Linked DNA regions of Sus scrofa: region 1 is linked to region 2. A link is a contact called in public Hi-C data. All regions are on one chromosome and are shown on one strand. The core of a region is the stretch at or near the end of the contact, and the rest is flanking DNA. Distances in the headings are between cores, read along the strand shown.

Region 1 (6,907 bases), core at 1,977-4,476, 410 kb before region 2:
TTTTACTCCTGCAACAAAGGCAGGTGCTAAAGGACCATGTAATATTTACAAAATCCATTATTTAACTACAGAACTTGGCCGTATCACGTATGCACAGGTATGCAGGTTGTTAAACCGGACCTCGCCCCAGTCAGCAGAGGGCTGTATTTGTACATGCGAGGGGCCTGCCTGCAAAGTGTCCGCCTGGTCCTGTCCACGCTGAGGCCAGTGACCTCCTGATCTCACATCACAATAAAGGAGCTCTGAAGCCTGACTTCCTCTCTTTCTACATTCTGCAATGTCACTAATTCAAAATTTATAGCTCTCCGAGTACTTTAAGAGTTACTCTTGACAAAAACATTATCCACAACAAACACATTCTTTGGAAGAAAATTACAGGATTCTAAGAAGAGGCAGTGTCTAGAAATTTAATTTTTAATAAACTTAATAAAAAGCATTACAAACTATTCTAGGCGTAAGGCACCCTGCCAGAGTTAAGTAAATTGTTAAGAGAAATTGTTAACTCTTCATTTCTATGAAATCGTATGGAAGTATGGCTGCTTACATTAAGAGCACGTGGCTATGCCAGAGTCCAATCTCATCCTCTCTGAACCAAAGATGACACTAAAACCCGATGTACCCCGAGTCACCGCTTCCTCCTTATTAATGACAATATTGTAGAACGGAGCCTCTGAGGTTGACCAGCGTGAGCTCTGGTCCAGTAAGATCCGAGAAGATGTCTCCGTAAAAGCCTCTGATAATCTCTACCAGAGACTTTGTCTGCCCTTTCCAACTGCGTCCTGAGAATGACCAGATAACAATCCACTGTCTTTATACTTTAAAGACCTCCCAACAAAATAGTCTTACATATATATATATATATATGTATATATATAAGCTCATTCACTACTAAGTGGCTGTAAAAAGTTTCATGGTAACTTACAAACATGTAAAATTTAGATTTTAGGAAAGAAATTGCTATGAAACACCAGGAACATCTGGATATCTGATAAGAGAAGTTAATCAAAATGCACTCTGAAAAAAATACACTGTATGCCTTGATGACCATATAAATACCAAAATTATCCAATAAAAGGAGAAAAAAACTAAATAAAGCAAGAAGCAGATACTCTGACTTAAAAAAAAAAAAAACTTACCAAAACTACATCCCCGACCCCAAACCTGCTGGGTGTGTACACTAACATTTACTGAACACCTACTATGTATCAGGTCTTCCATCCATGTTATCTTTAATCTTCACAATAACTCATCAGGTAGCTGTTATTATCCACATTTTAAGGTGAGCAAGCAAAGGCTCAGAGGGATTAAATAACACTCTGTAAATCACAGACCTAGTAAGTCGCAGAATCAGGGTTCAACCCCAATTCCACAGCCCCAAACTTGCAAGCCCTTGCTTTTCCTTTTTTTCCAACTAAACTACACTTTCAGTGATAGAAGCTTTGATGTACTTATCAGTAGGCTAGTATTTCTATGAGTAGTACGGATTTAAAATATCAATAATAGGAGTTCCCACAGTGGTGCAGCGGAAACGAATTTGACTATGAACCATGAGGTTTCAGATTTGATCCCTGGCCTTGCTCAGTGGGTTAAGGATCTGGTGTTGCCATGAGCTGTGGTGGAGGTCGCAGACACAGCTTGGATCTGGTGTGGCTGTGGCTCTGGCGTAGGCTGGCAGCTACAGCTCCAATTGGACCCTTAGCCTGGGAACCTTCATATGTCACAGGTGTGGCCCTAAAAAGACAATGAAATAAAATAAAAATAAAATAAAATAAAATATCAATAACAGCTACAATGGTATCCTAAAACCAAAATCATCTCACCTTTCCTATCTTTCATTTTTATTTTTTAATTTTTTTTTAACAGCTGAACCTGCAACATATGGAAGTTCCTAGACTAGAAGCTGAACTGGAGCTGCAGCTGTAGACTACACAAAGCCATAGCAGTGCCAGATCCTTGCATGCATCTGTGACCTACACTGTAGCCTCTGGCAATGCCAGATCCTTAACTCACTGAGCAAGATGAGGATGGAACCCACATCCTCATGGACACTATGTTGGGTTCTTTACCCACTCAGCCACAATGGGAACTCCTCACTTTTCCTTAGTATGTATGTATGTATGTATGTATGTATGCATGTCTTTTTAGGACTGCACTCTTCGCATAGGGAGGTTCCCTGGCTAGGGGTCAAATCGGAGCTGTAGCTGCTGGTCTATACCACAGACACAGCAACATGGGATCCAAACTATGTCTGTGACCTACACCACAGCTCAAGGCAACACCAGATCCTTAACCCACTGAGCGAGGCCAGGGATTGAACCCCGGTCCTCATGGATACTAGTCGGGCTTAATAACCACTGAGCCATGACAGGAACTCCCACTTTTCCGTATCTTTTAAAAAGCAACTCGATTTTCAGCCAACTCACTGGGTATCTATGAGCAGTCGAGCAGAAGCTTTCCAAAATGCATTGTGCAACCTGATGTACACAAGGCCCAGGGTCGTGCCTGCCACAGGGGGACACTCACAACACTTCCAGAGGAAATGCAGCAATCACAAAATGAGACATCAATAAATCCTCTCCCTCAACACAACTTTTAAAGCGAGACAAAACTGCAAACAAACAAACGAAAAATGCTTCAGCACTCTGGAGGTCAGTGAAAGCCATACACAGAAATGTGTCTTCATGAAAAGCACCAAACTTCATTTAAGACCAGCACGGCACATGCCCACAGCCTTTCCGCTCTGGGCTATTCAGGTCCCCTCACCCTCAGCTCCATCAGTTTAACTGAGGGGGCTCAGCTGAGAAAGCCAACAGCTTCACTGCCACTGCCAGGCTGGACTCACTAGATCCAGGCTGCTGTCAGTTAAAGAGGCAATCCCATTAGTGGGAGAACACAGGCCTAGGGCCCTACTAGCCTGAGGATAAGGTCATGGTGGGTCAAGCAAGAGACCAGATCAGCCAGGAGTTCTGGGAGGTGAGACAGCTCTCCATGGATATCCCAGGCTAACCAGAGATTCTGCACACACATCAGAGATGCCAGAGTGGATTCACATGCCTCTCCCCCAACATCCCTTGCTGGCATTGGCACACACAAAGATGTGAGGGGGGCCAGCTGAAAGTAAAAGGCAAGGCAGACACAATAATTGCCTGAAATGTGAATGTCCTCCCCGGCCCTACATGAATCCACCAGCAGAGAGCAAAAGCTCTACTGACTGTGTCAACATCTGATTAGTCTTTGGCTGAACACAAAATTATGTCGCAACAAGGGTAACCACTGGGAAGCTAGGCTTAAAAGTAACAACAACAACAAAAAGAGACAAAAAACAAGTTGAACAAGAGACATCAGCAGCCAAGCAATATGGGAGCGACAGCCTTCACAGACTGACTCTGGGAAAGTTACTAAACAAACAACAGAAATGACAATTCTTGAGCAGACAAGAATCAGAATCCAGAGTTGCTACAAACTATTGCCTGAAATGTAAGAAGGTCTACAAAAAACTTGGAGACATGAAAATAAACAAGAGAGCATGACCCATACTCAGGAGGGAAAAAGGCAGTCAATAGAAACTATCCCTAGAATTCCCAAATGTTGGAATTTACAGGACAAGACTTCAGACACACACACACACACATCGGAAGAACTGAAGGAAATCATGTTCAAAGAATTAAAGTATGACAATAACTCAACAAATAGAGAATCTCAACAAGAGATAGAAATTGCAAAAAAGAACCAAATGGAAACTGGCATTGGTAAGTACAGTAAATGGAAAGAAAAATCTACTAGAGGGACTCAACAGCAAATGTGAACTGGCATAAGAAAAAACTGGGACAACTGAGAATAGCTCAAAGGAAATTAACCAACCTGAGGAACAAAGAAATAAGATCAAAGAAAAATAAACAGAACCTCCGAGACCTGTGAAACAACATCTAGCTTACCAACATATATGTAAGGGGAGAAGAGAAAAGGGTGGAAAAAAATATGTGAAGAAACAATGGCCTAAAATGTCCCCAATTTGATAAAAAAGACAAACTCACTGATCTCCATATCTAAGAACTCCAAACAGGATAAACACAATGAGATCCAAATCTAAACTCAGTGCTCAAGCTGCAGAAGGCCAAAAACAAAGAGGAAAAACTTGAAAACGGCACGCAAAAACCAACCCATCATGCAGAGAAACACGTGACTTCTCATCAGAAACAATCGAGGACCAAGGGCAATGGGATATGCAGAGTGCTGGGGGGAAGGGGAGCTACCAGCCAAGAATTCTACAACCAGAAAACCCTCTTCAAAACTGAACGAGAAAAAAAAGACACCCCATGACCTTTTGAAAAGATAAATTTATTGACAGAAGATATGCCTTACAAAAATGCTACATGAAGGAGTTCCTTTGTGGCTCAGTTAGTGACCCGGCATTGTCACTGCTGTGGCTCGGGTTGCTGCTGTGGCACAGGTTCAGTCTCTGGCCCGGGAACTTCCACACGCTGTGTGCACAGCCAAAAAAAAGAAGAAAAAAATGCTATACGAAGTCCCTTAGGTTGAATGGAAATGTCAGACAACAACTCAAATCCACAGGAAGAAATGAAGACCACAGGAAATGGTAAATATAAGACCATTAATTTTTTTCTCTCATTTCGTCTCTTAAATTCTTTAAAGAACGTGAGGTGGTATTTAAGCCACAATTTAACACTACATAGCTGTGTTTATAACACATAGGGATCAAACATATATGACAATAATTGCAAAGGGACAAACTGGAACAAAGTTTCCATATTTTACCAGAGTTTAGTTAGCATTATTCTCAGGTAGACAGGGAAACAGGGAGGGATATATTATAATCTCTAGAACAACGACTAAGAAAATAACTCGAAAGAATAGTGAGAACAACAATAAAAGCAACAGAGAAATCAAAATTACATAATAAAAAACATGTTACACAAAGAAGAGAGTCATACACAGAAAAACAAAAGTATACGGCACGTAGAAAAGAACAAGGTGGTGGATGTAAATTCAACGAACAATAATAACTACATTCAGGTGCATGGAATAAACACACTCCAAAGACAACCTCTCCGATTGGATAAAAAAGCAGTTACAACAACATGCTCTCCGTAAGAGACATATCTTAGGTTCCAAAAGACAAAGGTTCAAAGGAAACAGAGAGGGAGAGACAGGCTATATGTATGCAACTAGCAACCCTAAGAGAGCTGGAATCAGTGATAATCATACGAGGTAAAACATGTGAACAACTAACTTGACCTAAATGACGTTTATAAAAACGCCAGTTAACTGCAAACCTGGACATGAGGGCTTACAGCAACAGAATTCACAGTGGCCAAAAGACAAAAATCACCCAAATGTGTTCACCAACCGGTGGCTGGATAAACCAAATGTGATACAGTCATACAACAGAACAGTTCTTGGCCATAGAAGGTAACAGAAGAACAGATACACGCTACAGTGCAGATGAGTCTCTAACCCATCATGCCAGCTCAAAGAAGCCAGACATACAAGTTTCTAAACCGTATGAACCCATTACAGGAAATGCCCAGAAAAGGGAACTGTAACGAGCCGGAAAGCAGACCAGGAGCTGCTTGGGGCCAGGAATGGGAGCGAGGACTGAGAACGAACAGCTCAGGGAAACCTGGGGGTTGGGATGGACATGTTCTAAAACTGAATTGTGGTACAGGTTGCACAACTCTATAAAAGCACCAAATATCACCGAACTGTACACCCACAGTGGGCGAATTTTATTGCATATAAATTACATCTTAATAAAGCTGTAAAAATAAGTCCCATGTAGTGGTTTGACTGAGGCGATACAAACTGCTGTCGAGAGACGGACCCAGGCACTCTTTCTATGAAGGAGCACGCCACCAGATACAAACCTGATGCAAAGTCTAGCTTGTCCAACATGAACCTGGGAATGCTAGGCGTGTAACTCACCACTTACACCGCATTAATTCCATCAAAACCAAACCCATCGACTTAAACTGTCAACATGTAAAAGGCCAAATAATGCATTTAACTGCTGGGTCACAGCTGCACATCCGCTTTTGCCTGTTAACTGAATATCACCTACACGTTCACACGTCACTGTCTGCACAGCTGTCTGAACTTGCATGGGTAAACCATTACGGTCTTTATCCATCTTCAACTATCAATTTCCTGGGAGACGGGCAGGGCTGGTGACTCCACAGTGTGTCCTACGCATCACAGCAGGGCCCAGAGACCTCGAGCCAGAGGCTTCTGGGTCACAGTCTGACCCCGCAGGCTCTTCCTTTCACTGCGAAAGGCAAGCGGGTCACCAGTTCCTGATTCTCCTACCAGGTTGGAGGCGCGCCCTAGCATCAGCATGCAGCAGAGCAGAGGCTAGCGTCCCAATGTGTCACGTGTGCGGGGAGTTCCAGGGCTTTCAAAGCACTTCTCCAACTTTGCAAAGGGCTGTTGTGGACTCGATGGAGCCCACCCTTAACACACATTATGCAAACTTAAGCAAAATCAAGTAAAATGAAACCAGACCACAAATCTGTCATTTCTTCTACTCGCTCTCATCCCACTGCCCCCAAAGTACAGAAGCAAAGAACGACTCGGAGATTTAAAAAGTCTTGCAGGAAACGCTGAGCATTCAGACACACCAGATCTATTTAATCACGTTCGCAAACACCCAGGCACAAAGCACCAGGCCTCGCGTGCAGGTCCAGGCATCACTCGGCCGCCTGGCCCGTCCCAGGTCCCGCTCCGGGCGCGGCCCTCCCTCCACAGCGTGCAGAGCACTGGAAATCACGGCTTCCGATGTCTTCTCCGACTGTGAGTTAAATACGGAGGCGCCTCGTGGGGACAGTGGTCCATCTGACAGAGCAGCTGGCTCCCAAGGGCCCAGGCCTTCTGTGGGGAGACCCCCGATCTT
Region 2 (7,318 bases), core at 2,108-4,607:
CATTACAGATAAGAGCTCCCAGAATATTTTGTAGAATCCAACATAGCACAGTGAGGGAAAAACACAGGTAACAGAGTAAGCAAACCCCAGCTCAGCATTATTAGCTGGGTGACCTCGTTCCTCACCTTCTCTGATCCTCAGATGCTTCATTTGTAAAGTGAGGGATTACCTTTATAATCCTTAGTATATCCCTTTAGTTTGAAAGGATACCACAATTGTTAAAGAATATCTATGAAGTTAACAGATACTAAGCACTCAATAAATAGAAGTCATTTAGTAATAAAAGTGATAGTATGCTCTTTGAAACAGTATCTCTTTGAAGCAGGTGCTTATGTGTCTCGTACTGGTCTTCCGTAAAACTATAAATTAGGTCAACTTTGTCTTTTAGACTTCTTGCTAACCTTTACAGTGCTACCTCCTGATTCTGATGGGTTTGTTTGTTTGTTTGTTTGTTTTGCTTTTAGGGCTGCACCTCCAGCATATGGAGGTTCTGAGGCTAGGGGTTGAATCAGAGCTACAGCTGCAGGCCTACACCACAGCTCATGGAAATACCGGATCCCTGACCCACTGAGTGAGGCCAGGGATCGAACCTGAGTCCTCATGGACACTAGTCATACTTGTTTCCGCTGCGCCACAATGGGAACTCCCTGATCCTGATGTTAAAACTGGCCCAGAAAACCTGACAAAAGGGTTATGAGGAAACACTTGCATCTATAGTGAATGAGTTGAAAAATACGTTGTCAAGAATCAAACACTACATAAAGCTTTTAAAGACAGGTTTATTTATATATAAGTGCATGAAATAGAATACAGAAACGTTATTAAAATACTGTATATTACAAATTTTTAATCCAATAAATTCTGTGTAATGACATTTAAGTGCTGGATTCACTTTTAACAGTTGTCCTGTTTGTATCAGTAAAGAGTTCACCCTGTATGTTACAAAGAGGAGAGACACACATGGACCTCAGAAATGGCCCTGGGATTAGACAGTGGATGATGTTAGTTGTGCATCTTTTCTTTAAAGCAATGAGTTGGAACCCAGATCTTATCTTTGCAGACCAACTTTCTATAGTCAAAAATAACTTGCATATGTTTATTGCTGCCCTTTGAAGAAAATGAGTAGTGAAAAATAAAATAAAAATCAACATTTCTAAGGCTAACCTGATGCTTACCACAATTAAAATAATTAAAATCCACTGCAAAATTTATGTTCTCCAGGAAATTATGCTATATACACAATGAGATTTGTACATGAATTGGAAATTAAAAAATTGCTTATATAAAATTAAAAATCAATAGTATACAATATTTACAGCTTGTTAGGTATTATAAATAAACATACTTTTAAAATAACCCTTCAAAATTAAACTGTATTATGTAAACATGCAGTACACATACTCATACAGTGTAGTTTATAGTCTTAACAGAAGGGGGAGAATTGTGTTCACGTAATGTAGGATATTCATCACAAACGCCTTTGTTTTTGTGCGTTATCCCTCCTATGTTTCTTCTGTCTTTAAACTTCACAGTACTTTAAGTATTTCTAGAGTAAAAAAAAAAAAAAGAGAGAGAGAGAGAGAAATTCCCTGATGGTAAACATGTTCCTAAAAGTTACACGAAGTGTCTGCACTTGTGTTACAATACAAAGCTCACACTGTTCACGCTAGAATCTCTAGTTCACAACAAAGCCAAATTGTAAAATCATACATTTAATTTCTTGACTACATTTTCTCTCATTTCAAACTTACTTGGAAAAAAAAAAATCGACAAATACCACATCATGAAAGCAGTTGTCATCTGTAATAGTCAATGGTGAAATAACTGGTTTTTATAAACCACAGGGAGCTAGTTCAATTACGCTCCAGCTCTGAATTCCCAGCAACAGTATACCAAGCCTGAATCTTGCTAAATACACTTTGCAAAAGTATCTTAACTTCCAAGGCACTAAGGCATCATTTAGTTTAGGAAAACTGCAATGTAGTTTATTTACTAAATGATTCATCAGTGGTCTGAGAGTTAACATAATTTGAAAGTGAATTTTTAATACATATCAGGCAAACTATATTTTTGCTATGTTATTTACATACAAACATTTTAGTTGAGTAACTTGAAGATAAAGTTGATCCCCTTGCTCTAGAATGACTGGAGTCAGGAGTTAGTACTTTATGGTAGAATCCTATGAATTTTACCAAGTTATATGACTAAAATGAAAAATATTGTGTAATTTTATAATTGTTCATCTAAATGTGCAGAGCCTGTGTGTGCATGTGTGTGTTTGGGAGAGGGCCAGAACTTCAAAAAATTCCTCCATCATAAATTAATCTGATATTATGAATACTAAGAAAGTGTCAATAATCAGACTATCAACTCATCCAGTATTAAAAGTTAATCATTTTTTACTACTATTCAAACCAGTGCCTCTATTTTGCCTTCAATGGAGAAAACTTTAAAATGTTCTTTCCCAAAGACACTTTGTGATGATACAGAAATACTTTAATTTAAAAACAAGGGAAACTTTCACCATCAATAGTACTATCAGGTTGTCATTCATTTATATAGGGCTCTGAAAAAAGTGATGATTTTTAGAAATTACCAATATATAATATGTTTAGGAGAAAAAGTATTACATCTATGGAGATTATGCATTATAGTTCCTCTATGTATGTATGTTACACTGCTTTCCAGCTTCAGTTACATATCTAAATACAGTCCGCAAAAGGGGTCGGTCATGTCACCACTGAGTGGAGAGGTATGTCACCACCCAAGTGAAGGACAGATATAATCTAAAACAAACACGTAGGGGGTCCATGCTCCCCTGACTTACTTAGAGTATTTAATTTTCAGCAAGATTGTGACTGTGTAGCCATAAGGTGTTAAAACATTCTCTTCTAAACCAGCACTTCTGATTCTATCAACAAACTGTACATCTGTTTCACCTATACCATACGACATCTGTATGGAAAGGGGAAGAATATTTTTAAGAAACTGCTAAATTACTTCTCAAAATCAGGAAAAGGTTATTACGTAAGTTCACCACATGTGCCATGAATGTAAAGAATGTGAAAACGAGTCCGCTGAACTCCGGGGAGGAAACAGTGACAGTTCATAGCTCAGTGCACTCAGAAATTTGGGTGTTTCCACTAATCTAATAACATAGTAACTGGTACATGTTCACATTTACTGAAAATACTTTATAAAGCATTACTTCCTCTAAACAAACCCACAGATATGTTTTTAGGTAACTTGGGCAACCTCCTCAAAAGCATTACATTGCCTACACCGATGTACAGTGGAGATCCCTAAGTGAGAAGGGCAAACCTACCACTAAATGCACAAAAATGTAATACTGTTTCAGAATGCTTTGTGGTACAGTTTAGTCTCACACAGAAGGAAGACACCGCATTCTGTAAACATGCAGTAAACCTACTCACACAGTGTAGTTCACAGTTTTAACAGAAGGGAAATTGTGTCCGCATAACGCAGGGTGCTTCATCAAGTGTGTCTGTATTTGTGTGTGTTACCCTCCAACGTTTCTTCCTGTCTTTAACCTTCCCTCTGCAATTAAAAGCTATGTGTTTGAAATTTTTTTTATCATTTTTAAATCAAATAATGTCCTGTAGGGTTCTCCACTCTAATATGTTACCAAAAGGACAGCACAATAAGGGAAATTACTAGTCAATTTTTACCACTGAGATTCTCACCCCCCATTATTAAAAGAAATAACCATTTACCCAGCTACCCAAATGTTGCCAAGCTTTTCTGCAATCTAGGTCACCAGAATTTCTTCAGAAACTTTCCACATTCTTCACATCTTGAAAAATAGAAAGCAACTCTTTGAAGAATTCTACGACTTTCTGAGAGAAACGTGTAGTTTGAGAATATTTCAGAAAGTACTTTAGCATTTGTTACTTCTTGAATTAAAAATGGGCATAAATTAAAAATGAAAGTATTTCTAAGTTAAAAACAAGCAGACAACAAGTAGGGCTTACGCAGCACATTTGGTCCATGGAGGGAAGGACGTGGTGGACACTGCAGCCCAACTCTGTTCTCCCACAGAAGTGGCGCTATACCGTGAAGCGGAAGACTGGGCGGTGGAACAGAGGCGGACAGAGGGAGGAGACGCTTCTCCATCCCTAAAGCAAGGATGATACGTTGAGGAGTGCAGATTCAATGCCTGTTGGCCGAATGAATCCAAAAGAAGCAAGCAGGATAAGATAACGGGCAAATCCTGGCTGCTTCTCCCTTTTCCAACTTTAAGGAGAGGTAAACAACCTGCCACTGAATCTCACTTGCCCTGGCCGCTTCCATCACAACTAATTCCCAGAAGTGCCTTTAGATAAATAACTGTTGATTAAAAAAATAAAGAGGTAGAGAGGAGGTTATAGAAGCAACATTGTAAGAGAATTCCTTCTTAAAATATATGTAGGGAAAACGTGGAAATGGAAGAAAAGAGATGAATTTTACAAAATGATGTATTCAACTGGTATTGCAAAGTGCAGGGTTTTTTTTTTAAATTATAATGACTATTATTTACTGTTAACTATTTAGTCATCTCTTAGTATCCACAGGCGATTGATCCCAGGATCCTAGCAGATATCAAAGTTCGAGGATGCTCAAGGCCCTTATAGAAAAGGTGTCCTATTTGCATGTAACCTACATATGTCCTCCCACATACTTTAAATCATCTCTTAATAGTCTATATAATGTAAATGCTATGTAAATACTGTAAATACAATGTAAATGCTATGTGAATAGCTGCCTGCATGGGGCAAATTCACATTTTGCCTTTTGGAACTTGCTTTCTGAATATTTCAATCCAAAGTTGGCTGAATACCTGAATGTGAACTGCTAATGTGGAGTTCTGACTACACTGCCATTCCTAAGTGAGAAGGGCTGGATTGAAATCCATGTCACTGGTATTCTCTTCACTATATCACAGCGATGATATCTGTTACTAAAATTCCATTTGGTGAAAAAACTGAGAAAAACCAGATTAGGGTGGGGGGAGAAACAAGACAAACTCTCAGCTAGAAGCAAAATGTTCTCCTAACTCTTTTAGGATTTAAGTCATCTCAGTAGCTCTTGGTGGACTCAAGGGCAGGAATCCCATATTGGCCATCCTTGTAATTACTATAGAAAATACCAGGTACCGCATTTGAACATAATAGATCCATCAAAAATGTTTACAGAATCAAATGAGATGACATGTAAGTGCCAGCTTGGGAACACTGACATGGCAAGCCCCACTCTCCTCGTCTAAATTAGAGGTTATTGTGAGACCTTTTCCAAAACATTTAAAATTATTCCTGTTCCTTACATCACAAATATATGATACACAGGGCAGCTCATTTCTTTATTTCTCACTTAAAATACAAACAAAACACTCACGTTTGGGGGGCAGTGGAAATGTAGGTTGCAAATACTAAGGAAGTATATTGGGTTACAAACTATAACACTGTTTAGTAAACACTAAGATCTAAAGTAAAAATAATTAACTTGCGAGCACTGAATATGGCCACTATTTAGGTCTTTCCTCATTCTAGGCAACCGGTGGAATTGTCCATGGGGCAGCTTATTTGCATCTTCTTCATTTAAAAGTTTTAAACATTACTTGTAGCTTAGATGAGGCCCCCTGACTAACTCTGATCTATGGACATTTCTAACCAGTTTGTGTTAACTAATTAATAATAATTAGTTTGTACACACAAGAGTCTCTTCTTTGGGGAACTGATTTCATTGTCAGTGATATTTTATTAAGCATTTTTTAAAATAATTAAGTGTAAACTGCAGAGGATTCTCCCCTTCCCTCTTGCATTTATCACAAAGAAAATTTAATTCTAAATCACATACAAATTATAAGAAGGTTTAACAAACCCAAAACACCAATAAGGGCCTTTGTCATATCACAGATAAGGATGTCTAGTACTACTAAACCAAGAAAAATTTTCCCAAATTTAAAAATCTCAAGCTTCCTCAAACCTCTTTAAAAGATCATTCAACTGAGCAAATACATCAAATTCTCCACTACAACATAAATGTGTTCATTGAACAAAAGCTTTCCAATTAGACTGTATTCATATATAGCAGCTTTATATATATGTATATAATGATATATATGTGTGTAGATATATATCATTACAATTTCTTGTCTCTATAGGAAAACCACTGTTTTAAAATATCATCACAGAAACAGCTTTTAAGACATTTCATCAATTCACACTATTCAACTGCATTTCAAAACATCAGAAAAGTAACAGTTGCACAAAATTCCAATGGAAATAACTAAAAACAGCAAAGAAACCAAAAATTCCCTCCAAAGTTAAAAGCACAAACGGCACACACGGACACACACACACACACACTTCATACATAAAGCAACCTGATAATGAGAGAATTGCAGGACAGTCCTCAAACTGATCCACCTCCTTAGATTTCCATTCCAGAGTGAAAGCAGGAGTTTAAATCTCTTTGGTCCATGCAGCCCTACACTTAACGTGTCCAAGATATTTTCTGGCTAATTTCAAATTTTGAACCACGTGTTCCATGTTACTTTATCGTGATAACTTTCAATAACCATGTGTTAAATATCCATTTCGTAGCTCTGAAAAAATTTCAACATGGTATTGGTAATTTCTCCTAAAGAAAACGAACCCTTTACTGACAAAATAACCAAAGTAAAGGAAGAACATGATTCAGGTCTAACAAAAGGAAAAATCGAATTGACTTGGAAGATTTATGCCTAAATTTAATTTAGGAAAACATCCCGAATATAAAAAACACATGAAAATAATTCCAGGCTTGTACATAATTTTAAAAGAATCAATTTTAAGGTTTACTTCAAAAATCTCTAAGAATACATAGTTGCTTCTTGACTTTTTGGAAAAAAAAAATTTCCAAGCCCACCTCACCCGCCAGCCCCACCCAGCTGGCTTCCATACTAGTGAAATACCTCCAACTCTTCATCACTGAGGTTTTGATATATTCTGCTTTTTGGTGAAGAAAAGGTACTGTAGGTAACAAAGGTCTAAATCTGAATGGGACCAAAGAGAAACTCAGTTTTTACCAAATTAGATCATAAAACAGTGAGGTTAGGTGGAGCATGCAAGTTATTTTGTGGATTGTCCTTAACTTCACATTTTCTGCAGTTGGCTCTTCCTTTGAGTTGGCATATATATATATAACTGTATCTGGTATTTAAAAAAGAAAGCTCAGTAAGAGACAAATTCAACTAGGTTCTGTGTTTCCCTTGCTTCTTGCACTCTTAAAAACAACTGCATTTTGCTAAAACCTCTGAAAATGCTAAGGACTTTTTCAT

What was found. A called contact is a pair of places that touch in the nucleus more often than the background predicts.
Region 1: a contact with region 2 is called in a Hi-C map of omental adipose tissue, with 2.2 times the contacts expected there. The contact joins two enhancer-like sites. A contact is called at or near these places in 8 of 47 Hi-C or Micro-C datasets (embryonic fibroblasts, epiblast stem cells, fetal heart ventricle and 4 more) and 1 of 2 datasets of contacts at active chromatin or transcription factors (alveolar macrophages).

Annotation. Positions count from the first base shown.
Region 1 is chr7:8,534,695-8,541,601 of Sscrofa11.1, reverse strand. All of the region lies in intron 2 of HIVEP1 (zinc finger protein 40), which reads right to left. Among named protein-coding and RNA genes, the nearest start is that of HIVEP1, 22 kb to the right of the region's middle. Within about 2 kb of position 3,226, at least 15 of the 83 cell types and tissues checked have an H3K27ac peak or open chromatin away from gene starts, as enhancers often do. A contact at or near this core is called in alveolar macrophages and omental adipose tissue, where this site is marked.
Region 2 is chr7:8,125,835-8,133,152 of Sscrofa11.1, reverse strand. TMEM170B (transmembrane protein 170B) reads right to left here. Exons shown (of 3, transcript XM_003482132.4): 3 at 760-7,318. Among named protein-coding and RNA genes, the nearest start is that of MIR7136, 5.8 kb to the left of the region's middle. Within about 2 kb of position 3,357, at least 4 of the 83 cell types and tissues checked have an H3K27ac peak or open chromatin away from gene starts, as enhancers often do. A contact at or near this core is called in alveolar macrophages and omental adipose tissue, where this site is marked.